Linked DNA regions of Sus scrofa: region 1 is linked to region 2. The links are chromatin contacts, called in public Hi-C maps. All regions are on one chromosome and are shown on one strand. Each heading gives the region's core, a stretch centred on a gene start, on an enhancer-like site or on the middle of the called end of the contact. The rest is flanking DNA. Distances are from core to core; before and after follow the strand shown.

Evidence for each region. A called contact is a pair of places that touch in the nucleus more often than the background predicts.
Region 1: a Hi-C map of subcutaneous adipose tissue shows a contact between it and region 2, with 2.2 times the contacts expected there. The contact joins the promoter of AKAP6 here to the promoter of SPTSSA in region 2. A contact is called at or near these places in 1 of 5 promoter capture datasets (liver) and 1 of 47 Hi-C or Micro-C datasets (subcutaneous adipose tissue).

The regions. Positions count from the first base shown.
Region 1 is chr7:67,458,358-67,464,864 of Sscrofa11.1, reverse strand. AKAP6 (A-kinase anchor protein 6) reads left to right here and starts at 2,718. Exons shown (of 16, transcript XM_021099874.1): 1 at 2,718-2,970.
Region 2 is chr7:65,301,326-65,308,328 of Sscrofa11.1, reverse strand. SPTSSA (serine palmitoyltransferase small subunit A) reads right to left here and starts at 5,442. Exons shown (of 2, transcript XM_001926473.3): 1 at 5,222-5,442. The coding sequence starts at 5,438.

The DNA.
Region 1 (6,507 bases), core at 1,469-3,968, 2.2 Mb before region 2:
TAGCCCTCAGTTCACAACGTGTAAGACTTGAGCAGTATGGTTTTTGCTGTAGTTAAAATCAGACTCTGTAACGCAAACATTCCAGTATTTTTAAAAAGTTTTATTGAAGTATAGTTAATTTACAAGGCTGTGAACATTCCAGTATTTCTTGCACTTAGATCTGTTCTGCATGTTTGTATCATAACAGGGCTAGGGTTAGGGTGTGGAGAAATATAGGAAAATACAAGAATGATTCTCCAGTTCAGATCTAATAGCTTAATTCTTCGGATCCATCACTCAAACCAAATACGTGCGCTTTAACGTGTTCTTCAATGTTCCAGTAGGTTGGAGGCCAGGTTCTAAGGTGACACCTGTGAAAGGGCGTGACCAGCCACCCTGGCTCCGCCCCACCATCCCACTGACGATTGCGCGGAAGGACTCAGGTCCGAAACACTCGTGTTCTGGTGGAGCCTGGGGTATCCTAGAGTGTGGTGTTGACCGTCAGATCTGAGTGGTCAAGTCGTTGGAGGAAATCTCCTGGAAGGCTGGACACTGGGCTCACTTCAATAAAGTCTTTGGAAATTGTACAAGGCTCCCATGTCACAGGTGATATATCAGCGACACGTTCCACATTTTTCTAGGAGGATCCGAGTCCGATTCAGAACCCTAGTGACCCAACGTCCTGGTGGCCCAGTGGGCCAACCGATTCCCATACACTTAGAGAGATGCCACTTGTTCCAGGCAGGCCGCCAAGACCGCACCACTGCCGCCTCGCCGACAGACAGCTCGCGCTCCGCTCGCTCGCCCGATCCTCGAGGGCGCAGAGCCCAGAGCCGTCAGCCGCGCTCGCCGCACCCAGCATGCTCCGCGGACCGAGCGCCTCAGCAGGAGGACCCACCGCCCGCACCTAGAGCCCCGGACGCGGCCCTTTACCCAAGGTGCCTCGGGCGCTCATTTGCATGGCCCACAGACATGTGAAGCCGACAGATCGCCGCGGTCTAGCGATCGTGGCACCAAACGTGCGAGCTTCGTGAGTGGGTCCGCGACGTCAAATATCTCTAAATGTCCCGCGGTCGCCGGGAAGAGGCGCAGCTTGGTCACCGTAAGTGTGATAGCAGAGATATCGCCGTGCCTTATATAGCCTGTGGACAGAGGCTGAATCGTGCTCGCTTCGGCAGCACATATACTAAAATTGGAACGATACAGAGAAGATTAGCATGGCCCCTGCGCAAGGATGACACGCAAATTCGTGAAGCGTTCCATATTTTGCGCCCTGCCCCCTTTGCTGGGGAGAGGTGGGGTTTTGAGATTAGTTTAAGAGACCTGCTCTCCTTTTGCGCCTTGAGGACTCTGGCGAGACTCTTCCACCGCAGTCTAGCTCGACTGCTACCCTGGCATTTCCATGGCCCACCGGTCATGTTTCTATAAGTTACTTGGGTAATCGTAGTGTCTGTAGTCGAATGCTTGTTTTCATTGGTTAAAAAAATCTGCTTTTGGTTTGGGTAATGAACTTTCAAATTTCCTGTGACGGAATCCACCCGATTTAGGTAAAGAGGCATTTTGAGTGCCCCTTAGAAGCCAAATAAGAACAGGCCCACAAGATCTGTCTCAGACTACGGAAAGCAGATACGAATGAGCTTGCTGCGTCAGTTTTTAACTGAATCTGGAGCTCTAGGATCCACATGCACTGGCCAGCGTTGATCTGATCCGATAACAGTCGCTGCTTTGGTCCAGCTCACAATCTGAGCGAGAATTTACGCACTCTAGTCCAACACGACCAAGGAATGTAACAAAGTAGGTCCCAGAAATGTGCGCTAATGTTCTTTACTTCCTTTAGCAGGATTCAGTAACTTAGCGATAATTCAGTAATTTAATAATTTAGAAATGATTTGTTGAGGACTCATCCAGTAATTCATGTCAGGCAGTCTTGAACAAGAGGCGAACCCACTTGGGTCTCTTGCTTTTGTATGGTTGGAGGAGATAAGACCATGAATAAGTCGATTTCAGAACTTTTAAGTTCTATGAAAGGGATGCAAGTTGATATTTCCCTCATTTCCGAGATGTGAAAAGAAGGCATATTTGGACATAAATTTCCATGTGCAACTCAGCTTCATTCTCATTTAATAAATTGCCTCATATGAATATTTTTATAGTGAAAATAAATCACAATTTCAGTATTGAGTGCCAGACGTTTTGCTTTTGACTCACGGTGTTTCCTTTGGACATTAATTTCCAGATGTAACTCAGCTTCATTCTCATTTCATAGATTGCATTATACGAACACTTTTATACTGAAAATAAATCACAATTTCAGGACTGAGTGCCAGACGTGCTTTTGGAGCTTTCAAAAGGCTAAGGCTGTTTAGACCGCGCAAAATATGGAACGCTTCACGAATTTGCGTGTCATCCTTGCGCAGGGGCCATGCTAATCTTCTCTGTATCGTTCCAATTTTAGTATATGTGCTGCCGAAGCGAGCACGATTCAGCCTCTGTCCACAGGCTATATAAGGCACGGCGATATCTCTGCTATCACACTTACGGTGACCAAGCTGCGCCTCTTCCCGGCGACCGCGGGACATTTAGAGATATTTGACGTCGCGGACCCACTCACGAAGCTCGCACGTTTGGTGCCACGATCGCTAGACCGCGGCGATCTGTCGGCTTCACATGTCTGTGGGCCATGCAAATGAGCGCCCGAGGCACCTTGGGTAAAGGGCCGCGTCCGGGGCTCTAGGTGCGGGCGGTGGGTCCTCCTGCTGAGGCGCTCGGTCCGCGGAGCATGCTGGGTGCGGCGAGCGCGGCTGACGGCTCTGGGCTCTGCGCCCTCGAGGATCGGGCGAGCGAGCGGAGCGCGAGCTGTCTGTCGGCGAGGCGGCAGCGGTATAAAGCGGGCCGCCTCACTCACTTCGTTTCTCACTTAAACTTCCTTTGATGAGAATTTGGGGGAAAAAAAAGTAATCACCCAGCCATTACACATCTAGAAAAGTTAAGGTAATTCTTGAATATTCCATAATATGCACTCTGTGGGTTCTGTAAGGCTCTGTAAGGTTTGCGGAGGGAGGAACTGCATACAGCCAAGTAAGTAAAGCAAGAGAGGCTTCTGAAACGTATGGGCTGAGCTCAGGATGGCCTCAGCAGCGACCGTGAGGCTTTCGGCTTATAAAGGCCTGGTGGCAGGAAGAAGGGGCGGGGATGTGGCAAAGGACTTTATTTCAGACTTGACTTAGTTGAAGTCAAATGAGTGAATGCAACCATTCTGTCAAGGACAGGGATTGACGTTAGCAGGAAATAAGTCATCCCTGGTCAGCCGCTTTTCTTTCGTTCTTGTCCAGTGTTGCTCAATCGCAAGAGTCACATCTGCCAACACCCTAGGAACCTATCACGTTCAAATTTCCTTGATTGTTTGAAAGATGCCTTTTATTGTTGGTTTGTTATAGAGATCTAGACTGGTTTGTGTCTTCACTGCTATGAGGCTCTTAGAAAGCCACTTAATGGAGGTCTCTAAACCCCACCTCCCTCACAGTCAAGGTTCTGTCTTTCCACATTGTATTTGGTTGCTGAGCCTCTTAAGTCTCAATTCCCTTAACGCCTCCCTCCCCACCCTCTTTCTCTTTATGCTATTGATTTATTGGGGAAACCAGATATTTGCACCGGGGAACGTCACGATTCTTGCTTTTGGCTCATTTATGACTGATGATCTCGTTTCTCTATCCACCATGTTTCTTGAAAATTTATAGTTAAATGTAAAGTATAATTAGACCCTTCTCAATTTTTTTTATTTTTGGTTAAGGCGTATACTTTCTATGGCATCTCAATGCAGGTAATATCTGGCTGAACCAGTGGGTTCAGGCGAGGTCAGCAGCCTGACCCCTCCATTATAAAGTTTCCCTGTACATCTTTCACTTAGTGATTTTAGAATATACTGATGGATCTTTTGGCCAGGTAGAGGGTCTGGGTCTCTGTTTGTTGGTTTGTTTTTAACCCTTGGATCATGGAGCTTTAAGGATGTAAACCCAAGGCCCTTGGTGTCCAAGTTCTGTACCCCAAGGAAGAAAATTGAGAGAGAAACACCAGAAAAAGAAATGAAGGAAGACTGTCTGATTTCCTTTGAGTTTCTGGATCATTCAATCCTTTCCATAGTTTAGTTACATGAGCTAACAAATTCCCTTTCTTAGGCTAGATTGGAGCCCAGTTTCTGTGTCCTCACTAGTATGAGGCTGTTATGGAGCCACTTAATTGGTCTCTAGGCCTCACCTCCCTCACTCATTAGGCTCTCCTTTAGCTATACTTTTTTTTTTTTTTTTTTTAATGTATAATCAGTTGGATAAGAAAAATAGCTCCACCCACCCTCATCACTATTGAATTCAGCCTGTTTCTTTTCTGGATATTTTCTGAAAGGCTGTACATTTATTGAAACCCTTATCCAGGAGGACAATTGCCAGAAGTATTTAACATTTTGGATTTCCTTATTCTGTTCTCTCCTTTCTGTTACACGGTTGTTTTTTTTTTTGTTTTTTTTCTTTCTCCCGAGTCTCTATGTTCCCTTAGATTTTTCTTCCTGTTTCTTTTTTCCTGGTCCTGGCTCCCTGAGTACATTTACCCAGTTCACCTTATACCTTTGTAATTACTCTCATGTTTTCACTCCACACATTTGCAGCATTGAAACACTGTTGGCTTCTGCCAAACTAGAAAATATTTAAGGTCTCATATTTAGATTTTGATGAAACCAATTCTTGCTCTTATCAACAGTTAAGTGAGATTAAGTCTCCAATCACTTTTTTAGGGGGCGATGTACTTTAACACATTTTTTGCAAGTTGTATAGCAAAGTTTTGAGGTTGGTGGCTTTTTAGATAATCTTTTGTATCTTAAGATTTCAGGAGTCTCAGTAGGCATTTTTAACAACTTGACTTTAGGAAAGTTTGATTTAAAGGATTTTTCTCGGCTAATTGATTTTTTAACAACAAAAAACTGAGTTTTAGAGTTTTTTGGTTTTGCTTTTGTTTTTTTAATTTCACCGTCACACCTGTGGCATATGGAAATTCCCTGGTTCAAGCCACAGCTGCAGCAATACTGAATCCTTTAACCCACTGTTCCAGCTGGGGGATCAAACTGGCACCTCCTCAGTGATCTGAGCTGCTGCAGTCAGATTCTTAACTCACTGTGTCACAGAAGGAACTCTGAGTTTTAGTTTTATGTTCTGGAATGTTTGGACTCTATTACCAATAAATGTCATAATAATTGTAACTACTTTCATTACCAGTGGAATAAAACAATCACCTGTGTTTTCATAGTGCTATCTAAAACTATGGTGCCTCTTACAATCAGTGACGTTTTAGACCAAAAAAGGTGGAAAATCCCATTTCTCAGAAAAGGAAACTTAGGCTAAGTGTGTAGTGATTTCCCCAGGCAGTAGTGGTACCGGTCCTATCATCTTCTGAGACCAAATTCATTTCTCTTTCCACTGTACCACTTAGAGTATTACTAGGTCATACACTTTGCAGTACCTTAGAAAAGAATAAAGATTTCAAGCCTGTCACTTTACAACCACATTTCTTGAGTTCTGCTCATTTTACTGCAACAAAAGGATAGCACACACTGATAGTGGAAAATCTACTGTGTTCTTATTCTTTTTATTCACAGAAAGGGAACAAAGTGCTATGACACAACTGGAACAAGCAAAACCCACAAGTTATTTCCTAAATATTTAGGCATTTTGCTCTAATTAAAAAGAAACTCAACCCAAATCCTCATATCCTCTTGAGCAGGATATGAGTCAGAACCACAGTATCAATGACCACCTTTACATGGTGTGAAGTTGGTGAACTTCAGCTGGCAAATAGAAGTTATCAACCTGGACTGCAGTTTGTAATTACCATGAGAGCTTTTTAAAATATCAGTGCCAAGGAGTTCCTGTAGTGATGTAGTGGAAACAAATCAGATTAGGGACTGTGAGGTTGCTGGTTCGATCCCTGGCCTCGCTCAGCAGGTTAAGGATCCTTTGTTGCCCAGAGCTGTGGTGTAAGTCATAGACATGGCTGGGCTCTGGTGCAGGCCAATGGCTACAGCTCCCATTAGACCTCTAGCCTGGGGACCTCCATATGCCACGGGTGTTGCCCTAAAAAGACAAAAGACAATAAATAAAAATATCAGTGCCAGAGCTGTCCCCTGAAGGTTCTAATTTAATTGTTCTCCATTTCTGTCTCTCTCTACTGAAGAAGCTCATCTGAGTTCCCCACCAGCTTCCTTCCTTTGCTGTTCCCTTGCTTTTATGACAATCCCCCTTCCTTCATGTTGCACCCCTTGACTCTACAGGACACCTCTTAACTGTCCCACCTAGGAAGAACTCCAGTGATCTTTCATAATTTACCAGGTCTGTGTTTTATTTCTTCAGGGTTTCTGACTAATCCCACAAACCAAAACATGCTAGAGCAGTGTTTTCCGAACTTGCCTAGGGATAGATTCCCAGAGGACTGGCATGTGCCAAGGCATTCAAAGGATGGTTTGGCATATCTCCCAGGTGACATGTT
Region 2 (7,003 bases), core at 4,193-6,692:
CGCATGTTCATTGCAGCCCTATTCACAATAGCCAGGACATGGAAACAACCCAAATGTCCATCGACAGATGATTGGATTCGGAAGAGGTGGTATATATACACAATGGAATACTACTCAGCCATAAAAAAGGATGACATAATGCCATTTGCAGCAACATGGATGGAACTAGAGAATCTCATCCTGAGTGAAATGAGCCAGAAAGACAAAGACAAATACCATATGATATCACTTATAACTGGAATCTAATATCCAGCACAAATGAACATCTCCTCAGAAAAGAAAATCATGGACTTGGAGAAGAGACTTGTGGCTGCCTGATGGGAGGGGGAGGGAGTGGGAGGGATCGGGAGCTTGGGCTTATCAGACACAACTTAGAATAGATTTACCAGGAGATCCTGCTGAATAGCATTGAGTACTATGTCTAGATACTCATGTTGCAACAGAACAAAGGGTGGGGGAAAAAATGTAATTGTAATGTATACATGTAAGGATAACCTGACCCCCTTGCTGTACAGTGGGAAAATAAAAAAAAAAAAAAAAAGAATTTGTATTTTCTAAGCTCTCAAACACTTTAACCACCCTAGCACATTGAGATGTGAAAAAAAAAAATCCTCCTCAAGTCCAGCTATAAGCATTCAAGGATATAGCAAAAATCTAAGAAAGTAAATTAACTTAGTTGCTACTGAAAAGAAGATACAGCTTAACAAGTATAATACAAAGCTGGAAAATACTTTTTTTTTTTCCTTTTCTTTTGTGTATCAGCAAATAAAATGGAACTGTGTAGCTCCAGTTTGACCCTTAGCCTGGGAACATCCATATGCCATGGGTGCAGCCCTAAAAAAGACCAAAAAAAAAAAAGTCAGTGAGAAAATTGTTACTGGTTTGAGTGACCCTACTCAAAAGGTATGAGCACCTCCCTTCATCTCCAGAGCTCTCACTCCATGCCTAGGAGGCCCTACTGCATGAGATCTGACCTCTTATCCTACCACTCACCCCCTCTGCCCTCAGCCCCAGCCCCACCAGCCACTGAGCTGTCCCAGAAACGCACCAGACACACTGAGGCTTTAGGGCATTTGTAGGTACTGTTCCTTCTGCCTGGAATTCTCAACCCCCTGGAATTTTCTCCATGCTTAAATCTTTCTAAATGTCCCCTTCCTGACCACTCTAGCCAAGAACACGCCTTCCTCCTTAGTTCCTAGCCTTCCATCTGCATTATCTTTCTCCATAACAGCTATAACAATTTAATAGTCTATATTTTTTAACTTATTTATCTAGTGGCATCAGAATAAACATCTTTATCTGTTTTATTCATAAGTTACAGCCCTACTATCTAGAATAGTATGTGGCAGTTAGAAAGTACATAATACTTATGGAATCAGAATTCAGCAAATATTTTACAAAATGAGGAGGCAGAGCAAGGCAAGTTTTGTTAACATCTCTGAAATAAAAGTTCTTTCAATCTATAGCCTTTTATATTCCTTTAAATTCTCTCTAAGAACTGAATTTTGTTCATTGGAAACACCCCTGTCCCAAAGTTACTCTAAAAGTGACTTAAAATCTTACCTCTTTTCCCATCCTTCTGCAATTTCTTTGAAATGAAAAATCAACATATAAACAAAGTTTGCCAAGCATTATTTGGGTGCCCAGTGCCACAATTAAAGAACACGCTCTGCTTATGACAATAAAAACAAAAATAAACAAAGAGACCTAATTAACCTTAAAAGTTTCTGCACAGCAAAGGAAACCCTAAACAAAATGAAAAGACAACTCACAGAATGGGAGAAAATATTTATAAGTGAAGCAACTGACCAGGGATTAATCTCCAAAATTTATAAACAACTTCTGCAGCTCCATACCAAAAACAAACAAACAAACAACTCCATCAAAATATGGGCAGATCTAAACAGACAATTCTCCAAAGAAGACATACGGATGGCCAAAAAATACATGAGATGTTCAACATCACTCATTATTAGAGAAATGTAAATCAAAACCTCTATGAGGTACCACCTTACACCAGCTAAAATGGCCATCATAAAAAGTCCACAAACAATAAATGCTGGAGAGGGTATGGTGAAAAGGGAATCCTATTACACTGTTAGTGGGAATGTAAACTGGTGCTACCACTGTGGAAAACAGTACGGAGATTCCTCAGAAAACTAAAAATAGAATTACCATTTGATCCAGCAATCCCACTCCTGGGCATCTATCCAGAGAAAACCATGATTCAAAAAGATATGTGTATGCCAATATTCATTGCAGCACTCTATATAATAGCCAAGACATGAAAACAACCTAAATGTCCATTGACAGAGGAGTGGATCAAGACAATGTGGTACACATACACAACGGAATATTATTCAGCCATTAAAAGGAAAGAAATAATGGTATTTGCAGCAACATGGATGGACCTAGAAATTATCATGCTAAGTGAAGTTAGTGAGACACCAAGGTCATATGCTATCACTGACATGTGGAATCTAAAAAAAAGGACACAATGTACTTCTTTGCATAAGAGATACTGACTCACAAACTTTGCAAAACTTATGGATTCCAAAGGAGACAGGTTGGGAGTGGGGGATGGGCTGGGGGTTTGGGATGGAAATGCTATAAAATTGGGTTGCAATGATCGCTGTACAACTATAAATATAATAAAATTCACTGAGCTAAAAAAATAAGAGCTAACAGATTTTAAAAATACACGATTTTAACAGACAGAAGATTTACTGTTACTCAGGGTAATCGTATCAGGATGCAATATAAACTTTATTCTAGAAGTAATATATTGTGATACAAATTATTTTCCCACCCATTTCTAAGTAAAAGTGTAATAAATACCCACTCAAAAAATAAAATAAAATTTAATTAAAAAAAAAAAAAACTCTTTCCCTGAAGAAACATGACTGTCTTGGGGGGAATCTAATTTCCCTCCCCAAAAAAAAACAAAAACAAAAAAACTGCCCACACTTTTGCTTAAAATAAAACAGAAGTAAAAATGCCATGGAAACATAAGAAGCTGTAGAGAGATGGCAAATATAACCCAGTGATTACAGAATAAAACTTTTTTTATTTTTAAAAAAAAGGATAAAATAACTTTTATTTATGCTTACAAGGGGTTTTTTGGGGAGGGGGGTTTTGTTTGTTTCTGTCTTTTTAGGGTCATACCCACGGCACATGGAGGTTCCCACAGCCTGGGTAGAATCGGAGGTGTAGCTGCCGGCCTATGCTACAGCCACAGCAACACAGGATTCGAGTCTGTCTGTGACCTACACCACAGCTCACGGCAACGCCGGATCCTTAACCCACTGAGCTCCTTAACCGGCTGAGCGAAGCCAGGGATCGAACCCACATGCTCATGAATCCTAGTCTCATTCCTTAACAGCTCAGCCACTACACTCCTATGCTTGCAAGTATTATAACAAAGTATTTTCAATTCTCCACTTCCCCTCAACAGCATGGTTACAATGTTACTCAGTGAGGCCCTCAGGGAGTGTCTCACTGGTTACAAAACCTGGTCTTTTCCTTTCCCAGGGATGGCTGCCAGCAGAGAAAGGGGACTTCTGAAACATGTTAAAAACTCCCCCTCCAGAGGCGAAAGTCAATAGGACCACGAGGTTGCGGGTTGGATCCCTGGCCTCGCTGTGTTAAGGATCCGCTGTTGCTATAACTGTGGTGTAGGTCACAGAGGCAGCTCCAATCCTGTGGCTCTGGCATAGGCCAGCAGCTGTAGCTCTGATTAGACCCTTAGCCTGGGAACCTCCATATGGCGTGGGTGTGGCCCTAAAGAGACAAAAAAGAAAAGAAAAGAAAAAGAGAGATGCTCTACATTTCAGTATACAGTTTACTATACATTTTACAAAGAGGTCCTCATTAGCTCCAACCTATAGAACTTAGAGTGAAACTGAACTGTAGTAACAAATAAATGGTGTAGAAAATTAGAGCATACTTTACCTTCAAACTTTAAATCCAAAACATGCATTCTGGTTCTTAAATTCCAGGTTTGTAAAGAAATGTCAACAATAATAAAACTAAGTTTGCTTGTAAGCAGCTAAGATACCTCAGAAGTGGTGAAACAAAAGACTCTGCTTTTAGTGCAATCTTATGCCTGTTTAATATAAATAAACACACTGATTAAGCCTTGGAATGAAATTACCTCAGTCATTCTACCACAATGCAATAATGCATTTGCAAAGTTGTTCAAAGTTGTTCTGAAGCTACTCCAAACTAAACCACATTGAAGAGGAGAGGCCCTATAGGAAGCAAGCATGCTACGTAAATTATGTTCCTCATTGGCCCCCAAGTTAAAAAAAAAAAAGTTACATCTAATTATTAGTGTTTATTCTAGAATAATATCAAAGGATCTCAACACAGACAAGTGGAGACACTTCGGGAAGCATTTCTTCACAACCTTGAGTTATTAACTGAGGTTATGAAAGTTAGATGCCTTAAGATAACAGGCAAACTGCTTAGCAGAGTTGCTTGGCTCACAGTAAACGCTCAATAGTCGGACAAGTAGTTATTGGCGATCTATTAAACGGTTTCAAACACTACCTACAACTAACCACAAATTCCTTTCGAGCTTGACTGCTAAGAACTGTGCAAATGGCAAATTAACGAGTAGAATGCACTTTTTAAACTAACCATCATGAAGACCAAATAGGTACAATTTAAAAAATTGCTTTCTAAAACTATATTGGGACGCCATGAACACAAATTCACAACCGGATTTAAAAGCTGATAAACTGGTTAGCATTTTCATTAGAACTAAAGCCAGGTAAATCAGGGACAGTTAAAGGTCAAAGCCGTCCGAGCCGGGAGCAATCTGCTCCACTTACACCTCCCACAAGAACAGGAGACTGAACCAAAGGATGCCACGGCTGAAGTGCAAGGGTAGGCACACCAGGCACACATCGCCGGAGGGGAATCTCCTCCACTAATAAAGACGCTTCTATTTCGGGTCAAGTGACTCATCCGCGACCTCGGATCTCAAGAGTTCCCGCCGCCTCCCCACCCCCCACCACCGCAGGAGCGTCACCCTCGGCGCCGAGACCTCGGCTCCGCGTGCCCGCCACGAAGAAACGAGTCGGTGCGCGGCTCCCGCGGGGCCGCCTCTCCGCCCTCCCGCCGCCCCCCTACCACCCAGCCCTCCAGGGCCTGGGCCCCGGGAGGATGCGGCCCCGGCTCCGCGCCCCCACCGGGCCCCGAGGCCCGGGCAGGATACTGAACACAGTCCGCTCCCACGGCTCCAGCATGTAGAGCGCCGTGACCAGCAGGTACTGGTAGTAGAACCAGGACATTTGCTTCCAGGCCCGCGCCAGCGCCATCCCGGACAAACCGCCACCCGCGTTGCAGCTGAACGTCAGTCTGTCCGGCCGGCCTCCCGTGCGCGCCCTAAACCCCCGGCCACCAGGCCCGCCCGCCCGCCACCCCGCGCCCATTGGCCCGCCCGGCCCGGCGCGTCACCCGTGGGCACGCCCAGCTCCGCGCGCGCTCGGACCGCCGGCCGCGAGCCCCGCCCTGCCGGCGCTCATTGGCCAGGCCTCGGCCTCGCGCCGTGTCCGCCCCCTCGGTGTTTCCGCCCTCCCCGGGCCGCGCCCACGCGAGCCGGAGAACTGTCCCCGCGAGAGCGCCCCGCCGGGCCCCGCCCGGCCCAGCCTCGAGCGGTAGTTGGTGGGCGGGGCGTTGTGCCCACTGGGGGCGGGCGCTGGCTCCCTTGTACGGTGGGTCCACCCAAGTCTTGCCCAGAAACAAGGGTCGAAGAAATATTTGTGAAATACCAGTGATGCCTTAGGCGTCCTACTGGGCTGGAGGATTACTAGTGTGAACAGGAACGTAATACGTTCCTTACCTCGTCGGGTACGGTTTACCATCTAGCGAGGGAGACAAGCGGTCAGCACACACATGCAATCAGAGCTGTGATCAGTGCAGAGAAGGAGAATAAGGTGCTCGGAGAGGATGCAGAGGTGAATAGAACCCGGTCAACGAAGTTAGGGAAGGCATCTGAGAAAAAGAGATGAACCCTTGACCCTCTTCCTCCCTCCCCATGCACACATGCACTCAGACACACAAAAACACCCACATAGACCGACATCTGTGCATTCCTGAACCTAAAGACAAAAGAGATTACCCTAAATACATCTATCTGTTCACTTCTTTTAGTGTTTCTAGGTGCTATGTAGGTCAAGGCCAGGAGAAAGACGCAGATCTTGTGGGTTCTGCAGGCGACAGGCCGCTTGCAGTCTGTCTGTAGGCAGGTACCTCCAGGAGATTTGCCCTTAAATGTTCAGGTTTTTCCACTGGCAAATGAGCCAGCAACAATGCACTCACCTTCAGGAATGAAGACGCACAGTTAGTGAGATAATTAAATGGCCTGTCATTGAAATGTTAAAAGTTTTCTAAATAGCCTTTTGCTTAAACTTTTAAAACTTTACTGGTTGATAACTATTTATGCATTTAGACTGCTGTCGAGCTAAACATAAGGGATAGAAAGACAGACAGACTGAGATCTGCCTTCATAAATTACCTGGTCTACCAGGGAAGAGAAGCAAGTTAACGGATTACAGTGAATTGTTGTAAAGGGTATTTTTATGTTATGTGTAGAATGCTATGATAGCCCAGAGAAAATGAAATTGGTATTGTAAAAGTCTTCTGGGTTTTTTTGTTTGCTTGCTTTCTGTTTTTGTCTTTTTAGGGCCACACCCACTACATGTGGAGGTTCCCAGGCTAGGGGTTAAATGGGAGGTGCAGCTGCTGGCCTGTGCCACAGCCACAGCAACGCCAGATCCAAGCCATGTCTGTGACCTACATAATAGCTCATGGCAATGCCAGACTCTTTAAACCACTGAGCAAGGCCAGGGATTGAACCCACATCCTCATGGATACTAGTCGGGTTCGTTACTTTTGAGCCATGACTGGAACTCCAGTATTCTAAAAGGCTTCTGGGAAGTGGTGCTTAAATTGAGTCCTGAAGGGAAAGAAATGGCAGAATGACTGGGGTTAAAAA